Linked DNA regions of Mus musculus: all the other regions are linked to region 1. The links are chromatin contacts, called in public HiChIP or PLAC-seq maps. All regions are on one chromosome and are shown on one strand. Each heading gives the region's core, a stretch centred on a gene start, on an enhancer-like site or on the middle of the called end of the contact. The rest is flanking DNA. Distances are from core to core; before and after follow the strand shown. Region 1 overlaps Poc1b (POC1 centriolar protein B). Region 2 has its middle 120 kb from the start of Gm34297. Region 3 overlaps Gm20110 (predicted gene, 20110). Region 4 has its middle 120 kb from the start of Gm40750.

Region 1 (4,046 bases), core at 738-3,237:
ATCAGTAACACACAAAAGGCTGCAACTCCTTAAACCATGAACTGTCCTAGCTTTCCGAGGCTAAGGATTTTGCAGCACGTTTCTGCCTGAACCCTAAGCCCATTCCCTTCCTCCTCTGAATTTCCTGACAGTCCATGCACATTTCTGTGTCAAGTCTTGGCAAGAGTTTCTACTTCTGTTAGTATACCACTCAGATTGGCAGAATTCCCCTTGGGTGGTGGCAGAATCAAGTTGCTAGCAGCAGGCAATCACTCGTGAGCTTTCTTCCTCTGTAGGTGCCTGGCCCATTTAGTTACACACTGCAAATCAAAACCTGCCACAACAGAATCAAGAGAAATGCTGACACTCCAATCCTCTGGTACAGGACAGAGGAAAGTGGCAGTACATATGGGATTATTAGAAAATATAAGTCTAAAAATATCTAAAGAAGTTGGAGGTCTATATGATACAAGGATGGCTCAACAAGGGCAGCTATTAAAGTTGTTGGTGGGTACAGTGAGAAAGTGGGACCATTCATTTTTTATGGATCTGTGAAATTTTATATACTTAGAATTTAAAACTTAAAAGATATCCTAACTACAAAACTTTTATAATAGACAGGCTATCAGCTCATGTCTGAACAGAAGATCTATTATCAAATAATATAACTTCAGCAAATGCATTAATATAGTATATATATATATGTATGTGTATATATATATATATATATATTAATATATATGAATGTCTTTTCAAGACAGGGTTTCTCTGTGTAGCCCTGGCTGTCCTGGAACTTACTCTATAGACCAGGCTGGTCTTGAACTCAGAACTGTGTCTTTCTTCTCAGTGTTGAGATTACAGGTATATGTCACCATACTCAACAATGATTTATGTATTTGTCGGAAATGTTTTAAACAAGAAGATTCTAGAGCTCCTAAATGAATGATAACAATCAAAGGATGCTCCAGGCACAGGGGTGTCAGGCACAGGGTTGTCAGGCATAGGGGTGTCAGGCACAGGGGTGTCAGCAGGGTCTCTGGGGCCCTTAAAAACCCTGGCTGGGCAGGGACTGTGGGGCTAATAATGAACTTCTGATATACTCCACTGTGTTTCTTTCGGATTTACATAGATATTTCTAACCATCTCCCAAAGCTTCTGACATATTGTGCATATCTCCAGGTTACAAATGATTGTTCAAAAAGAGGGCATAATTTTGAGTTGAATTTTGAGAAACTTGTGTGAAATAGTTTGTCTTTAAAACCAAGGCAGTGGGGTTGGGGATTTAGTTCAGTGGTAAAGCACTTGCCTAGCAAGCAGAAGGCCCTGGGTTCTATCCTCAGCTATGGGAACAAACAAACAAACAAACAAACCTAAATACATAAATAAATAAACAAATAAATAAAATAGAACCTGGGCAGTATATCTGTGACCCTAATGAGTACAGGTCCCTAGGGAGTTGAAACATCGCCCCAAAAGGTGCATTAAGAGCAGGCAGGCCTCAGCACCTTCCACAGCTCCAACCCAGACCCCATCAGTGTTTGCACCTCTTACCTATCAAGAACCCACAGTCTAACAGTTCTGTCCCTCGAGGCAGAGGCTAATAGGTTTCCTTGTGGCGAGAACTGCAGGCTGGTTACAACATCCTTGTGGCCCACGTATCTGTAAGCTCTAGCGTGTGGCTTCAAACTCCATAGCATGAGAAAGGTGTCCCACGAAGCAGTAGCTGTCAGGAAAGAGGAGAACAGGCCGGTGTTGAGATACACGCACGCCTTATCAATAACAAGAAGACAGAGAACTTGGGGGTTGTGGGCTGGCCAGGTAATGACAGAAATATTTTATTATTTAAAAATATTTAAATTTTATTATGGGTCTTCTAAGTTGGTAGTGCCCTGCTACCCAGCAGGGTACTAGCCGCAGTGACTTAGGCAAGCTCAGGGACTGTGCCCTACAAGTAGGAGCACACTGGAGCAAAGTGCATTAGTCACCCTCCCTCAGTGTTACAGAGGGACAAATGAGGTACTTAAAAAAACTATGTGGATATGAGCTCACACAGAAGTCATATCTTAAATAGCACTACTACACCCTTAGCCCAATCCCACCTGTTAATATTTTATCTGTCTGTCTTTGGTTCTCTTTGTACATGAACACGTGTGTATGCAGAGACATTTTTTTTCTTGAACCATTTGAAGACGTGTTGTATAGATCACAGCATCCTCATTCCTAAAAGTTTCTGTGTGCTTGAGCTAAGAGTGTGGCTTCTCTCCCACAGTCACAGGATGGGTAAGCTTAGGACACTATCACCCACCGAGACACCCTACCTTTGTCAACTGAACCAGAAACGCTTTAAAGCTCGGTGAGATGACCTTAAAAATCTGTTTCTGCTCTGTAACTTTATGACACTTGATGATTAATCAAAAGAACTGAGTCAGAGGTTAGCTTAAAAATCGTTAAGTGGAGGAAATATGAATGTGATCAAGAGCGGAAATAAATTCCTTGACAAAGGTGGATTTAATTCATGCCTACAAAACAAGTTCTGTTATACACACATCCCAGAACAGGCCCAACAACGAGGCCTCGCAGGGCCAAGAGGGCATGGCAAGACAAACACACATACCTTGGTCCAAGTGTAGTATGAAACTGCACTTGGGTTTGGAAAAGAGGGTATTTCATGATCTGGGAGAGGAAAATTGTCACTGTCATGGGAGAAGAGATTTCCCTTTTCACATGAATCCATTCTGTATGCATTACAGATAAAATGTCATGGTAAGCTTTGAGAGAACCTAGAGTAGTTTTCTGACTGAGGGTGGCTAAGTTTGCATAAACAGCATATATAAACTATTCAGCATAAAGAGAATGACATTTTGTGCTGCAGTTAAATGAAAAAAAAGTTTGTTCCTTGAAAAAAAAAATCTATCACTGTAAGCAGTGTGTGGCAGCACAGGCCTTTAAATCCCAGTGCTTGGAGGAAGAAGCAGGCCATCTTCATGAGTTCGAGGACAGCCTGGCCTACATAGTTTCAGGCCTCTCAAGGCTGTATATTTCAACAGGCTTCAACCCTTGCTGTAGAAAGAAGGAAAGAAAGGAAGGAACAAAGAAAGGAAGGAAAAAAAGAGAGAGAACCCCAAAATAAAACAAAACCTCCCACTACTTTGCTGAGCATGATTGATCATGTCTGCAATCCCAGCACTCAAGAGTTGGAAGCAAAAAGAGCATACATGACTTAGAGTCTAGCCTGGGCTACAAAGAGTACATTACACGTCAGACTGAGCTACAAAGTAAGTCTCTCTCTCTCTCTCTCTCTCTCTCTCACACACACACACACACACACACACACACACTACACATACACACATACTACACACACACACACATACACACACACACCCTTATCCAAACGTTCACATTGAATGAGACACTGAGTAGGTCAGTCCCTGAGGACATGCACCGAGCAGAACTCTCCCATCATGCCGGCTGGTATCAGAAGTGGAATATACACCTATCCTTTAACTCAGCAGCTACACTCCAAGTTGTACATCAAACAGAACTATGTACATTTCACAAATAACATGTCAGTGTTTGTAGCAGTACTGTTCAAAGTATTCCAAACTAGAAACTCATTACCCATCACACAAAGTAGATACGGTTATGCAGTAGTCCTTGCATAACTAAGTCTCACTTATATAATGCCTAAGAAGCAAATTAGGAAGTAAGTTATGAACTTAGGAAAACAGATTATATAGATGACAGGGAAACAGCAACGTAGGCATTAAGTTTATCCAACATAAACAGAGTGACTTGAAGAATTCTGTAAGAAACTTCAGCTAAGTCCATATAGTCAAGGTTTGGTCAGTGGTATTATTAGGTGGTAGTGGATCTTTAAGAGGTGGGTCCCGGTAGCAGGGGTTAGGTTAAGGGGGAAGACTTTGAAGGGGTATTAGGACACCAGATCTTCCTGCCTGTTTCCCAGTCACCAAGAGGGGAGCAACTTCTTTTGCTGCTGTGACATATCACAATAGTACAGGCCCCAAAGTGACAGAGGTGACTCGGGCACCAACAGAAACCTCCAC
Region 2 (3,597 bases), core at 84-2,583, 460 kb after region 1:
TGGGCACAGTTTATTTAAACTTTGCATGCATATTCATGCACTGCCTTCTATGCATTGCGGATATGGTTTTTTTTTTTTTGTTTTTTGTTTTTGTTTTTTGTTTTGGATAGTCAATAGTATGACTCCTTATGACTTTTCTCAGATATTTTTACTGTTATTTTGTCCTCTTTTCTCCTTCTATATGTGTGTCCCTCTCCTCCATAATTAAAGCCCCATTTTCCTTTTCAGATCACTTATGCCCCGCCACTCCTTTCTGCTTGCTCCCCCCATTGCAATAATTCCTCTTTATTTTCCTGGTTTCTATAGTTACCCCAGGGTATAGACTCACATCTGAGATTTTGGAGCTAGGAACCTGAAATGAAAGAGAACATACATTGTTTTTGGCACATCTATATGTATTTATACCTATTTGTATCTATAGCTATATGTACCTATATCTGTCTGCCCACCAACCATACGGATGGGTATCCATCCATCCATCCATCTGTTTGTTTTTGTTTTTTTCAAAAAAGGATTTTTCTGTGTATCCCTGGCTGTTCTGGAACTCACTCTGTAGACCAGGCTGCCCTCAAATCTGTTTGGCTCTGCTTCCCAAGCACTGGGATTAAAGGAAAGGCATACACTACCATCACCCGATTCTGACATGTATTTTTCAAAAATCCCTATTCCTTGACTGGGTATCCAAAAGAAACAAGAAAGTTTGAATCTGAAAATTGGAGGATTCCTCAGATGGTTTGTGTCCTATGTAATGGATGAACCTCTAGTCTGACTGAGTACATAAGAGCCTGATATATCTCACATCAGAAAGGTTAGGGGCTTTGTAGACACCCATCTCTTTTTGCCTACATCAATTATTTACCTTCAGAATACATCGGTAATAACAGCAAAGAGAATAATTTTCGGACATTTGTATTTTGACTTTTTCCAGAAGTATGTGATCAAGGTAGAGAAAAGTATTCCACTTTAAAGATGAGCTCAGAAGACATGGAGGTTAATGTAAATTAACACAAGGTCTTTCAGAGTTTAATTAATGAGGTCAGAAGAGTCAGGCTTGATCTCTGGTCTTCTCTGAATCACTGTGCTGTTATGTAGATGATTGTATAACCTTGTGGACTGATCTCTTCATTTATTTTTCAATTTTTCTTCCCCAGCTCAGCAACACTCCCCCAAAAGTGAATTTCAGGATTTATATATAGCTTTTCTGGCAGAATCTAACAGTAGAGATGGTCCATGGCCAAAAGCCCTCACATGTCAGTTTCCTGCTGTGTGGACCACACTCCCAGGCTTGCTCTGAGGACTAAGAATGAAGTTTTGCTTATTTAAGTGAGTAAGCTCTCTTTTATAGCTGATAAAACAGGGATACAGTTCTGTTTTGATAGCATTTAGGAGGGAGATTAAAGAGTTATGTGGGCAATTTAATCACTGTAGAAAGTCAGCCTGGGTATTCCAGGCCTGTTGAATAGGTTTCTCTTTGGCTTGAATTCTGCATACAGTTCTCTCTTCTAGTCAGATCAATGAAACAGATGTTGATCTTGATCTTCACAAGGTGATGCAGAGAAGGGGCCATGGAGCATGTACATCACATGTCCTCCAAACCAATCCCCCAAAATTAAAAAAAATTCAAACCTAAAGATAGATATGCTACTTTTCATTGCGACTTTCTCCCTTCTCTAATCTGAGCGAGTAGTATTGAAGTTAGATGTTAAGTTTTGACATTTAGGTGTCGAGGAATATACAGAATTTATACTTCAAAAAGAAAACTGTCCCCAGACAGATGTAACTTCTGTAGATAGACAGCTTCTAATGAATGTAAGCATTGGAGTTGAACCTGCACTTCACAAGTGGGTTATAATTATTTTCACCTCTGGTTTTCTGGGCATGTTCATGTAGACTTTTCTCTCTTTTATAGACATTGTTAAAAGGCAGGGATACATTTGTGATAGACTGGGTGGTGGGGAAGAAGAAGGTGGTGGGGTTAGGGAAGACAATGACCTCCATGGATGCTATGAATAAAAGGTTGGGGGCAAGTAGTGTTCAGGCCTTTGTCTCTCACTTCTTTCACGTTGGCCTTCTGTGAATGGCATTTCCATGCACTTCTAGATGAGAACAAAGTGCTTTCTTTCCATTTTGGTTTTTTTCTTGCCTCCCTTCCTAGACCTTTCCTTTCCTCTCCCCTCTTAGTGTAAACAAGGTGCAGCATCAAGTCTGAGCGGCTTGCCACCCACAGTCAAGCTAATCTCTGTAATACCTGCCCACAGCTTGCTTTCACTGAGTGCTTAATCTGCATGAGGAAGTATCTGCAAGGCCACTTGGCAAGACATGCAATTTTCCATTCTTTAGAAAATGAATGAAAAGGCAATTATTGCCTCCCAGTGCTTGGAGCATAGCACAAAGAACCAGTTCTGCACTTCTTGACCAGGATCCTTGGCTGCTGCTCTTCACTGCCACTCCCTGACTTCTTGGCCTGATGTTATCTGACCAAGTCTGAGACAAACATGTCTTTGGGTCTTGGGAAGTGACTGCATTTCTCAGTTGGGAATAGTCATGATACAAGTACAAAAACATTTTATGAATGCTCATTGTGTGCCAATACCTGAAGACTAAGGAGACAACTGAGACAACCTCTGCTCTTTGAATAGAACTCCTTTCATAGTGGGTGGGGCAACTGTGTAAGCACACACTGTTATTTCAAATTGCACTACTAAGTGTAAGATAGAAGAATTCATAACTAGCTTTTGTTCAAGTCTCAGAGAGATTTCTATAAAAGTTGAGCTATGTGAACTAGAGTTTGGAAGAGAGCTCAGATTTTTAAAGGTGGATAACAGGCATTATGGTGCAATGACACAGGAGGAGATTGAAAGATATTAGTTATAATAAGAGAAAAAGTCATTTAATTCCAGGCCTTTTGGAAAGATAAAAACCACCATTTAAAATGATAGAGTGTAATATAAATTCAATGAACAATTTGATATTTGTTAAAACAAGAGTTTCACAAGCCTGTGCCAAGAGCAGTTGACATATTATTCAGGAAAAATTGAACACGTACAACCTGTACCAGCCACATGGATCACAACAGCGAGATGCACTGCTTGGCCCTTTTATAATCAAAGCTTGCTGATTTAAATGTAAGTTATATAAGATGGCAGGACAAAGAATGGGTTATAGAAGAACAACTCAGGAAGAAGGGTCAGCCACTTATGGAAATCTAGAAAAGGCTTATGGTTGTCTGGAACTCCTGCAGGTTTTTCTTATTCTGGATCTCTATCCAGAATCCTTTTAGTATCATGTCTTTAATAAAAATGCAAAAGAAGCTCTCTTTATCCTTATGGAGCTCCGTATCCAGTAGAATAAATGATATGTATATGTAAAAAATAGTTAAGTCTTATTTTCAAATTGTGAGGTCATTGAAATCTAAAGGGGGAAGGACTAAACAAGATTAAATTGAGTTCATTTAGAACAAATAGGGAAGAGAAAGAATGAAAGGTGTTTAAGTTGGAAAAGAGGATGCCAAATTGTCATTCTTTATAGAGGATACGATTTGTGTAGAAAACCTTTGAGACTCCACTAAAATCTACTAGAGTTAATAAAGAAAATTAG
Region 3 (3,676 bases), core at 670-3,169, 500 kb before region 1:
TTATCCCTTTCTGCTGTTACAGTAAAATAATGTAGACTGAGTAGATTGAAAAATAACATGAGAATTGTTCACATGTCTGCAGGCAGAAATTAAGGGGCTGCAGATTGAGCATATGGTGAGAATATGCTTTCAATGTAAATGTCATTTCTTAGTGTGTCCTCTCACAGTGCCGGGGCAAACAAGCTCATTTGCATTTCTCTTACAAATGCATATGTTCTCCTCACAAAAGTGTTGACCATATAACCTGCCTGTCTCCCAAAGACCCCTCAATACCACAAGAGGTTAAGCTTTCAGTGTATGATTTAAGCCATAGCATCAGGCCCAATGACAGAGACCTTTGGCGTTCACATTCCAAGATAATAAAGTAGAAATTCACCCCTTCTTTCTGCAAAGAGAGGTAGCCCATTAACTCAGCCATAAACTCCAAGTTTCCTCATTTCATGGCCTCTCTTCTCCTATGTGTCAACTGAACCCCACATTCAAGTGACATAAAGGCCCTATCTGGCTGGTTCGTAAGAAAGCAGATATCCTATGGTTTATGTCTCATCATACATGCACATCACTTCCTCACACACATGTTTGCATGCGAACTCACATCCATTATAGCAGGCTAACTCGCTGCTTCAAAGAAAAGAAATACCTCTGAGTTACCACAAGTTAGACTTCATATTTGCTGAATATTGGACTATGAGGGAAAAGTTTGAGGGAGGGGGAGGTAATATGGATCCGTGTGCTTAGGTTTTGTCTGCAGAAACCTTAAGGTCAGAATCCACAAAGATGAATGTGAGACATCAGACACGGGTAGAGTGATGTCTCCCAGGGCTGAGGTTCTATTGAGACCCTCATCTCTGAGCAAAAAGATGTCATTCTAAACAAAAGCCATCTATCTGTGGTTCATTAAAAGAGAAAAATATGGAACATACAAATTTGAAAAAATAAAAAGTCATTTCCACTAAGCTTCTTGGGCAATAAATGCAAATCCATAGGAACCAAGTCAGGACAGGAAGTACTGAGAAGACAAGGTGACTACAGATAACCTGATGGGACGTTAGAGAAAAGCGGAATTAAAGTTAATTGAGATGTCTGAGAGTAGCTGTAATTTAAGACATGCAGTCTTGAAATCTTTCAAGTGGGAGTGGCCACAAAATAATTTGAGTTTTCAACAGGGAAAGCAGGGACTAAGGAGATAACCCCGTCATTAAAGAGATTCCCCTGGAAGCTTGGGGACCCCAGTTCAGCTCTCAGCATCCAATTAATACATAAATCTTTAAAACTTTTGAGTGTGGTGGTGTGGCATGCACCTGTAGTCCTGGGTCTGGGAAATGAAGACACTGGTAACCCTAGGGATTGCTAACTAGTCAGGCTAGCCAGAGTGATGAGAGACTCTAGCTCCAAATAATAATAATAATAATAATAATAATAATAATAATAATAATAATAATAAGTGGATAACAATGAAGTGGACACTCAATGTTGACCTCAGGCCGCCATATGCGCACTTGGGTGCGAGTGAACTTTCATATGCATGTACACACAAGCATGAACACATTAAATAATAAATAAATAAATAAGACTTTATTAGGTCAAGCTAAGGAGATACAATATTTCTAGCACTTTCTGCTTCTACTTCCCCCCACCCCCGCCATTTAGTTTGCTAAAGTAGCATAATAGTTGGAAATGGTTTTCTCTTCACGCAACTATTTTCATGAGCTTGAGTTGTTTTTCTCAATATTGCCTATAACTCGAAAAGGTTAATAAATCAAGCCATGTAGACCTATTTACTTCTTAACATCTCAAGCCATCCCAGAACTTAATTGCTGGAGGCCATGTTTGTTCTGTTATAAGGTCAAATCCTCGGGCTTCCTGATTCCCCTTCATTTTGCTGCAGGGTTACATGATGATGGGTTTGCCAAAAGAAATACAATGACTAATTCTTTCATAGACAACTAAATCTCGAGCTACATCCTAAGCTCTTGAGCTGTTACTGACATTTAAGAGAAAGAGAATCCAGGATACTGAGGAAGAAAAACTAATAACCGAGAGGGGAAAGGGTACCCCAGACAAGCATTAATATCCCACATGATAGCTTGAACTGGCCATTCCTTGTCATGCACCTGGAGACCAAGTAAACTCACCTAATTCCTCAGTGGTTTCCAGCCAGCCCAGCCCCGACTTGCCTTGAGACATGAACTGGCTCCACAGAAACCAGGAAAACAAAGCCTGAGGAAGATTTTGCAAAGCTCAACCGGACAAGCTGTGCCAAGCAAACATTAGATATTTGCAAAGGCATTCCATTCTCCTTGGGCTGGTTTCCTGTGTGCACACTTCGGGAACAATGCCTTCTGCACCTTCCCTAAGGCCCCTACTTTGTCGGATTATAAATGGGCTCCAAGTCTCACAGACTGTAGAGTTCTGTCCCGCTGAACATCAATGCCTATAGACCTATGGTAACACGCATTTCACAGGATGAGAAAGGCACATCCTGTGGCCCAAGATGCTGAGAAATTCTAGAGCCTTGGTGGTCACAATGCACCTTTGTCTTGTACAGGATCAGAAAAGCTGTTCGGGAAAAATCTTGTATGTGTAACCTCCCCAATGCTAGTCCATCCAAAGACCTCTTCACTTTTGACAGGAAGTTAACTTCAGAAATGTTACCACAAGAGATTAGCATGGCTTTCTTGAGACGCTGAAACAAATTGCCACAAACTGGATGTCTTAAGACAATAAACTTTTGGTTTTTGGTAGCTCTAGAGGCCAGGAGTTCAGAAGGTCTGATGAGAGCCAGAGTCTCTTCCAAAACCCTGGAACCCATCCCTTGCCTCTTGAACTTCTGATAGATCTGGGCGTTCCTTGGCTTGAGGCCCCATCACTCAGGTCTCCTGTCCTTTGTGTTTCTCTTTTCATACCAAAAGTCTTCTCCTTAGACCACCCACAGTAGGTTTCTCCTTTCCACCTAAGGAGAGATTTCTCTTCTTCTACGGGGCAATATTTATAGAGTTAGGAATCAGACTGTGGGATGTATGTTTTTATGATCACCATTCAGGTATGCTAACTGAAAGCAAAAGAGTACATTCATCTTGAACCCATCCTGTAACAAACCTAGGCCTTGTTCTGTGCTGATCCTAAAGAGTCAAGGCCTGGTTGGTATCCCCACACCCCCAGTACTTCAGTCTCAGTGGAAGAGAAGGACCTAAAGTGAATTTATTCAACACGAGGCAGTAAGACAATGACAGTTATAATCATAACAGAACGAAGAAGGTGATGAGTTTGCCCTGGAGACACAGGTGGGCTCTTTAGAGATGAGGATGCTCTCTTCAGATTGAAGACTGGGATGGCATGGCGGTGCGTGCAAGAGGTCAGAAGGCTGCTGTAAGTGTGAGGTCAGCTTGGGCTACACAGTGAGACTGTGTCTCAAAACAAGAACAAACAAACCAACAAAAACAGAAAAACACTTAAAAATATTTAAGAATGAACAGAAGTTCCCAAAACAAAAAGAGAAAGAAACAAAGTGTGTTTGAAAATCAGCAGACAGCATTTTGGAATTAGGTCTCTCAGTCCACTTTTATGTAGGTCCCAGGGATCAAATTCAGGTCATCAAACATTCATAGCAAAAACCTTTCCCCACTGAGCCATCCTGCCAGCCCTTGATTCACTATTTGAATGGATATATAAATGA
Region 4 (3,950 bases), core at 422-2,921, 440 kb after region 1:
TTGTATGGTACTAAGGACTGAGCCCAGGACCTTGGGCTTGCTAAGAAAGCACTTTGTTAACTGGGCGACCTCCCTGCAGTCATAAGGCCAGTATATGACCTAGAAAATTCGTGATCTTGTGCTTTACTGAATGACATGCTTTAGTGATTGGCACTTTCCCATTAAATAATTTATACAAGTGTTGCAGTTCTGCATTTTCCTAAGTCATATACTCAGATGTTAGTGATGAAAAGCTCTGAAATTCTTTGAAAGGGAACTTACTTGCAATCCCCACTTGCTTTGTAGACAAGAAAAAAAAAAGTCAATGGTAAATAATGTAACTTAGGGCCAGAAACCTGCTTCTCAGAGATTTCGTTTCCAAGATATTGACAGAATGCCTTCACACTCCTAAGCAAAGTTTAAAGATGACATTCCATCAAAGGCAGACTGTTTTCTTTTAAAAGCACCGCAAAAAAAGCCCACGTTGCCTTTTACAGACGAAGATAACAGCTTAACCAAGACAGAAAGTTGTGAGTGGTTGTTTATCGATGGCTATTGCTATTGTAGCAGGACACAGTGTCTACTAACCCCAGGCCTGTTCCAGGGAACTTTATGTTTTCTTCACCAAGAGAAAGCACAGAGCTGGTTCCCTGAATGTCAGGGCACCATCCTCTGCACGGAAAATGGAACAAAGAATCTTGTTTTTTTTTTTTTTTGTTTTGTTTTTTCCATGTGCTTCTGTCTCTTTGTAACTTTGCATTTGTGCCGTGTCCCCATTGTGACCCCATTGTCCTTTCTTTTGTATTTTTAAAAAAATTTAATCTCCCCGAGAGGCTATCAAGTTCTAATTGATTTCATAAGGCAGTGAAATAACAAAAAATGTTATTATTTTTTTTTTCTTGAGGGATTTGGAGCCCTGTAAAAAGTGCTTTCTGGTTTTGTGACCCCTTTCATTTCTATTTCGCCATTCAAAATATAAGAATAACAAAAAAAAGTTTCTTTGGAAGGTTATTAGTGGATTATACAAAATATGGTCTGAGAAAGTGCGAGTTTTTTTCCCGTCTCTAGAAATGCATGTTTTTTTGCACGTGCAATCTGCATTGCTTTAATCTCAGCTCTTGATGGCTCGTTGCTGAATATCTGCTCAGGTTTTCATTCTCCCCATCGATGCTCACTCTTAATGGAGTCTGTTTTTCGCTCTTACTCTGTATTCTATTTACCATTTTCTCCAAGAACGTTTTTCCAATTCCCTTTTGCTGGGGAATAAGTTAAAAGTGCCACAGAGTTCATTTAAGAAGCAATAAAGGAGTTAGTCAGCAAATGAAAGAATAGTAAAATAAAGAGACTCATTTAAACTGCTTACAATCTTGCAAAGAAAGATAAAAAACCAATTTGACAGATCATGGAATTTGAAGCAATAAAACTTGGAAGCTGCCACTCATATTAGCTTGGACCCCACCTAGAAGCCCTTTGGACGAGTGTGAATGGAATGTGCCCGTTGACTCAATCCGGGCGGGCGAGCGTGAGGGACTTTTAGTGTGTCTCTTCCTGTACTTTGCTGATTTCCCTGGGACATTCGCTTAGGAGGGCAAGCTGGATTCTATGGTAACCAGAGAACTACACTGACCCTGTTGCCAGGAAAGGTATGAAACACAAAACCAAAACAAAGCAGGCAGGAAGGAAGGGGCTTCCCCCTACGGCTGACTCGAGAGATGTCAGAGGAAACATAAAAACACAACTGTGAAGCGCCAGCACAGTGTTTTCATATTTATAGAGAAGTGACTCGGGTAAAGCAAGAACTAGTATATGGTAAAAACAGCCGGTCCCCTCCCTCAGCACGGAGGGCTGTTTTTTATCCCACAAGCAAACATTTCCATGCCACTGTTGAATAGCTAGGATTTATGGAGAACTGATTTTATCCTAGGGACTTCTGTTTAATTCACAGTCCCCTTTAAAGGTAATCTTCATTTTGTCTTCTAGGTTCATCTGAATTCAATTTAGTTAATTAATCTCAGTATCGCCATACAAAGACCGGTAGTGGTCCATCCGCAGCTTGGTCCAGAGAAATCTCTTTGATAGCTCTTTAAATACTTGCAATTGTGCAACAAATAGCAGTAGTACTCCGTATCTGTTGGCTTGTGGAATGAGGTTAGGAGCATGCTCTGTTCACTGGTCCAACCCAGGAACCTAGTTCAATTCCTGACCCGTTGTACCTAAAGAGACATCTGTAGAATGGCTGACATTTCAGGAGTCTGGGCTTCAGGGAAGTGGTTCCTTTTCCATTGTTTCTAACTTGTAGCAGCAAGGCCAGAGGTCTGTCACTAGCTACTGCCTGGGAGGTTGTTTTTGCCAAGAATTTGGAGTACATAGACACGCCCACTTTTGGCTATCAATCACAATCCAGTATTTTAAAAGAGAGAAATCAAGTTTTCGTTCCATTTTAAGAGGTTGCCTAGGCACACACAGTCATGCAAATAGGTCATGTTAATTTTTGAAGTGACGACATTAAGAACCGGGCAGGACCAGTTTCCTAAGTTTTACCTGCATACTGGTTAGACAAAGATCCTTCAAATCTTCTATTCCATATTAAGTGTTCATAAAATTATTACTTTCTCTCCCTTTTCAGTTTAACAATGAGCTCTTTGTAGTCAACAGAATTCTCCTTTCTCCATCCTCCCACCTTAGATCCTAGTTTTCATTGCAAGAGCTTAAGGAATGCATGTTAAATGAGTTATAGTGCCATCATTTTTATGATGTTGGGCTGGGCAATGTTCTTCACTCTTTTGTATGTGACATTATAGTCTAGATTAGGCTGTAGTAACCACCTTAAACTTTCTTTTACATTCCTGGTCCCCTAAAGTGCTTCGCTTTGTACCATCACATAGGGATTACTGCCTTGTGATGATGGCATTAAATATCCAGGTTTCAGGGGTTCTAATAGCAAGAGATTAGAAGGAAGGCAAGCACAACTCAAGCTAAGAAAGCATTGGTCCAGAGTGTCGTTCACTTTACCTTAGCCGGCACTGGTCACACGATCACATTTTCACATAAAACCTCAGCAGACCATGGAAAGTGTAATCTCACATCTAACTCAAAGTGAAAGAGAAGTAGATATTAGGGAATATAAATGAAATCTATCATGGAGCAATCATCTTTGTCAGACTTTGTAAAGGGGGATGACAGAAAAAGCAATCTCAAAAAAGAAAAAAGATAGATTGTAAAGGGGAGAGAAAACGCCTAGCCTGACAGAGCTGAATCTTGTCAGAAAGCTCAATATGAACCCTTAAGGAAACCAATCCTGTCCTTTCAATGCCTCTGAGTACATTATACTCAAAGGTCATCAGGAAGTTGATTGTTCTCTGATAACTGCCCATCAAATTTGAATGACAAGCACAGTCCTTAGGTTTCTTGGGGTACCTAAGCCTCACACTTGAGCTATAATGACTCCTACTTTTGGCTTTAGGTGGGTATTAACAGAGAGATGAGAACAAGAAGCCAATGTGACATGGGACAGCATGACTACCCACTTCATTTTTTTCTGTCACCAACATTTCATACATTGCACTCTTTTCTAGTTGAGAAAGTTTTCTAGTGTCTACTCCCAGCCTCCACCAGCCTCAGGCTCATTTTCAGTAGGTAATTGTTCATAGATAGCTCAAAATGGGCAACTTAGGGCAACAAACTACAGTTTTCATAATGAGAGGTTTATTTAGGGAACTGCTAAAATACTGAAGTCAATCTCTACCTGATTGGTTTTGTTGTAAGCAAGTCAAGAGATTGGTTTTGAGTCTTTGGGTTGGTCCTTGGCAAGATCTGGTTAGTCATTTTCTTTCTAGAGTGTAGTTTCGAAGTCCCAGCAACATAGCTTCTGGCTAGCAGTCAATTAGTTCTGAATTTACTTTTAATCTTCAGCAAATTCTCCTTATGGACAAGCACAGGATGGATCTATCATAAATACCACCAATCATGAT

Evidence for each region. HiChIP or PLAC-seq counts read pairs in DNA pulled down with a chosen protein or histone mark.
Region 2: a contact with region 1 is called in an HNF4G HiChIP or PLAC-seq map of pancreatic cancer cells. The contact joins two enhancer-like sites. A contact is called at or near these places in 4 of 39 promoter capture datasets (3T3-L1-derived adipocytes, embryonic stem cells and liver) and 1 of 115 datasets of contacts at active chromatin or transcription factors (pancreatic cancer cells).
Region 3: a contact with region 1 is called in an HNF4G HiChIP or PLAC-seq map of pancreatic cancer cells. The contact joins two enhancer-like sites. A contact is called at or near these places in 20 of 39 promoter capture datasets (the 3T3-L1 cell line, 3T3-L1-derived adipocytes, the C10 cell line and 14 more), 1 of 15 datasets of contacts at CTCF or cohesin (the NIH/3T3 cell line), 4 of 484 Hi-C or Micro-C datasets (bone marrow-derived macrophages, cranial neural crest, embryonic stem cells and 1 more), 9 of 115 datasets of contacts at active chromatin or transcription factors (bone marrow-derived macrophages, double positive thymocytes, embryonic basal ganglia and 4 more) and 2 of 9 other capture datasets (adipose tissue and embryonic stem cells).
Region 4: a contact with region 1 is called in a FOXA1 HiChIP or PLAC-seq map of pancreatic cancer cells. The contact joins two enhancer-like sites. A contact is called at or near these places in 2 of 39 promoter capture datasets (3T3-L1-derived adipocytes and liver), 2 of 115 datasets of contacts at active chromatin or transcription factors (embryonic stem cells and pancreatic cancer cells) and 1 of 9 other capture datasets (pancreatic islet).

The regions. Positions count from the first base shown.
Region 1 is chr10:99,122,487-99,126,532 of GRCm38.p6, reverse strand. Poc1b (POC1 centriolar protein B) reads right to left here. Exons shown (of 12, transcript NM_027740.7): 3 at 1,531-1,702. Among named protein-coding and RNA genes, the nearest start is that of Galnt4, 16 kb to the right of the region's middle. Within about 2 kb of position 1,987, at least 11 of the 459 cell types and tissues checked have an H3K27ac peak or open chromatin away from gene starts, as enhancers often do. A contact at or near this core is called in pancreatic cancer cells, where this site is marked.
Region 2 is chr10:98,659,732-98,663,328 of GRCm38.p6, reverse strand. No RefSeq gene overlaps it. Among named protein-coding and RNA genes, the nearest start is that of Gm34297, 120 kb to the right of the region's middle. Within about 2 kb of position 1,333, at least 22 of the 459 cell types and tissues checked have an H3K27ac peak or open chromatin away from gene starts, as enhancers often do. A contact at or near this core is called in pancreatic cancer cells, where this site is marked.
Region 3 is chr10:99,626,149-99,629,824 of GRCm38.p6, reverse strand. The region is part of intron 1 of Gm20110 (predicted gene, 20110); the gene reads right to left. Among named protein-coding and RNA genes, the nearest start is that of Gm20110, 19 kb to the right of the region's middle. Within about 2 kb of position 1,919, at least 18 of the 459 cell types and tissues checked have an H3K27ac peak or open chromatin away from gene starts, as enhancers often do. A contact at or near this core is called in pancreatic cancer cells, where this site is marked.
Region 4 is chr10:98,682,047-98,685,996 of GRCm38.p6, reverse strand. No RefSeq gene overlaps it. Among named protein-coding and RNA genes, the nearest start is that of Gm40750, 120 kb to the left of the region's middle. Within about 2 kb of position 1,671, at least 156 of the 459 cell types and tissues checked have an H3K27ac peak or open chromatin away from gene starts, as enhancers often do. A contact at or near this core is called in pancreatic cancer cells, where this site is marked.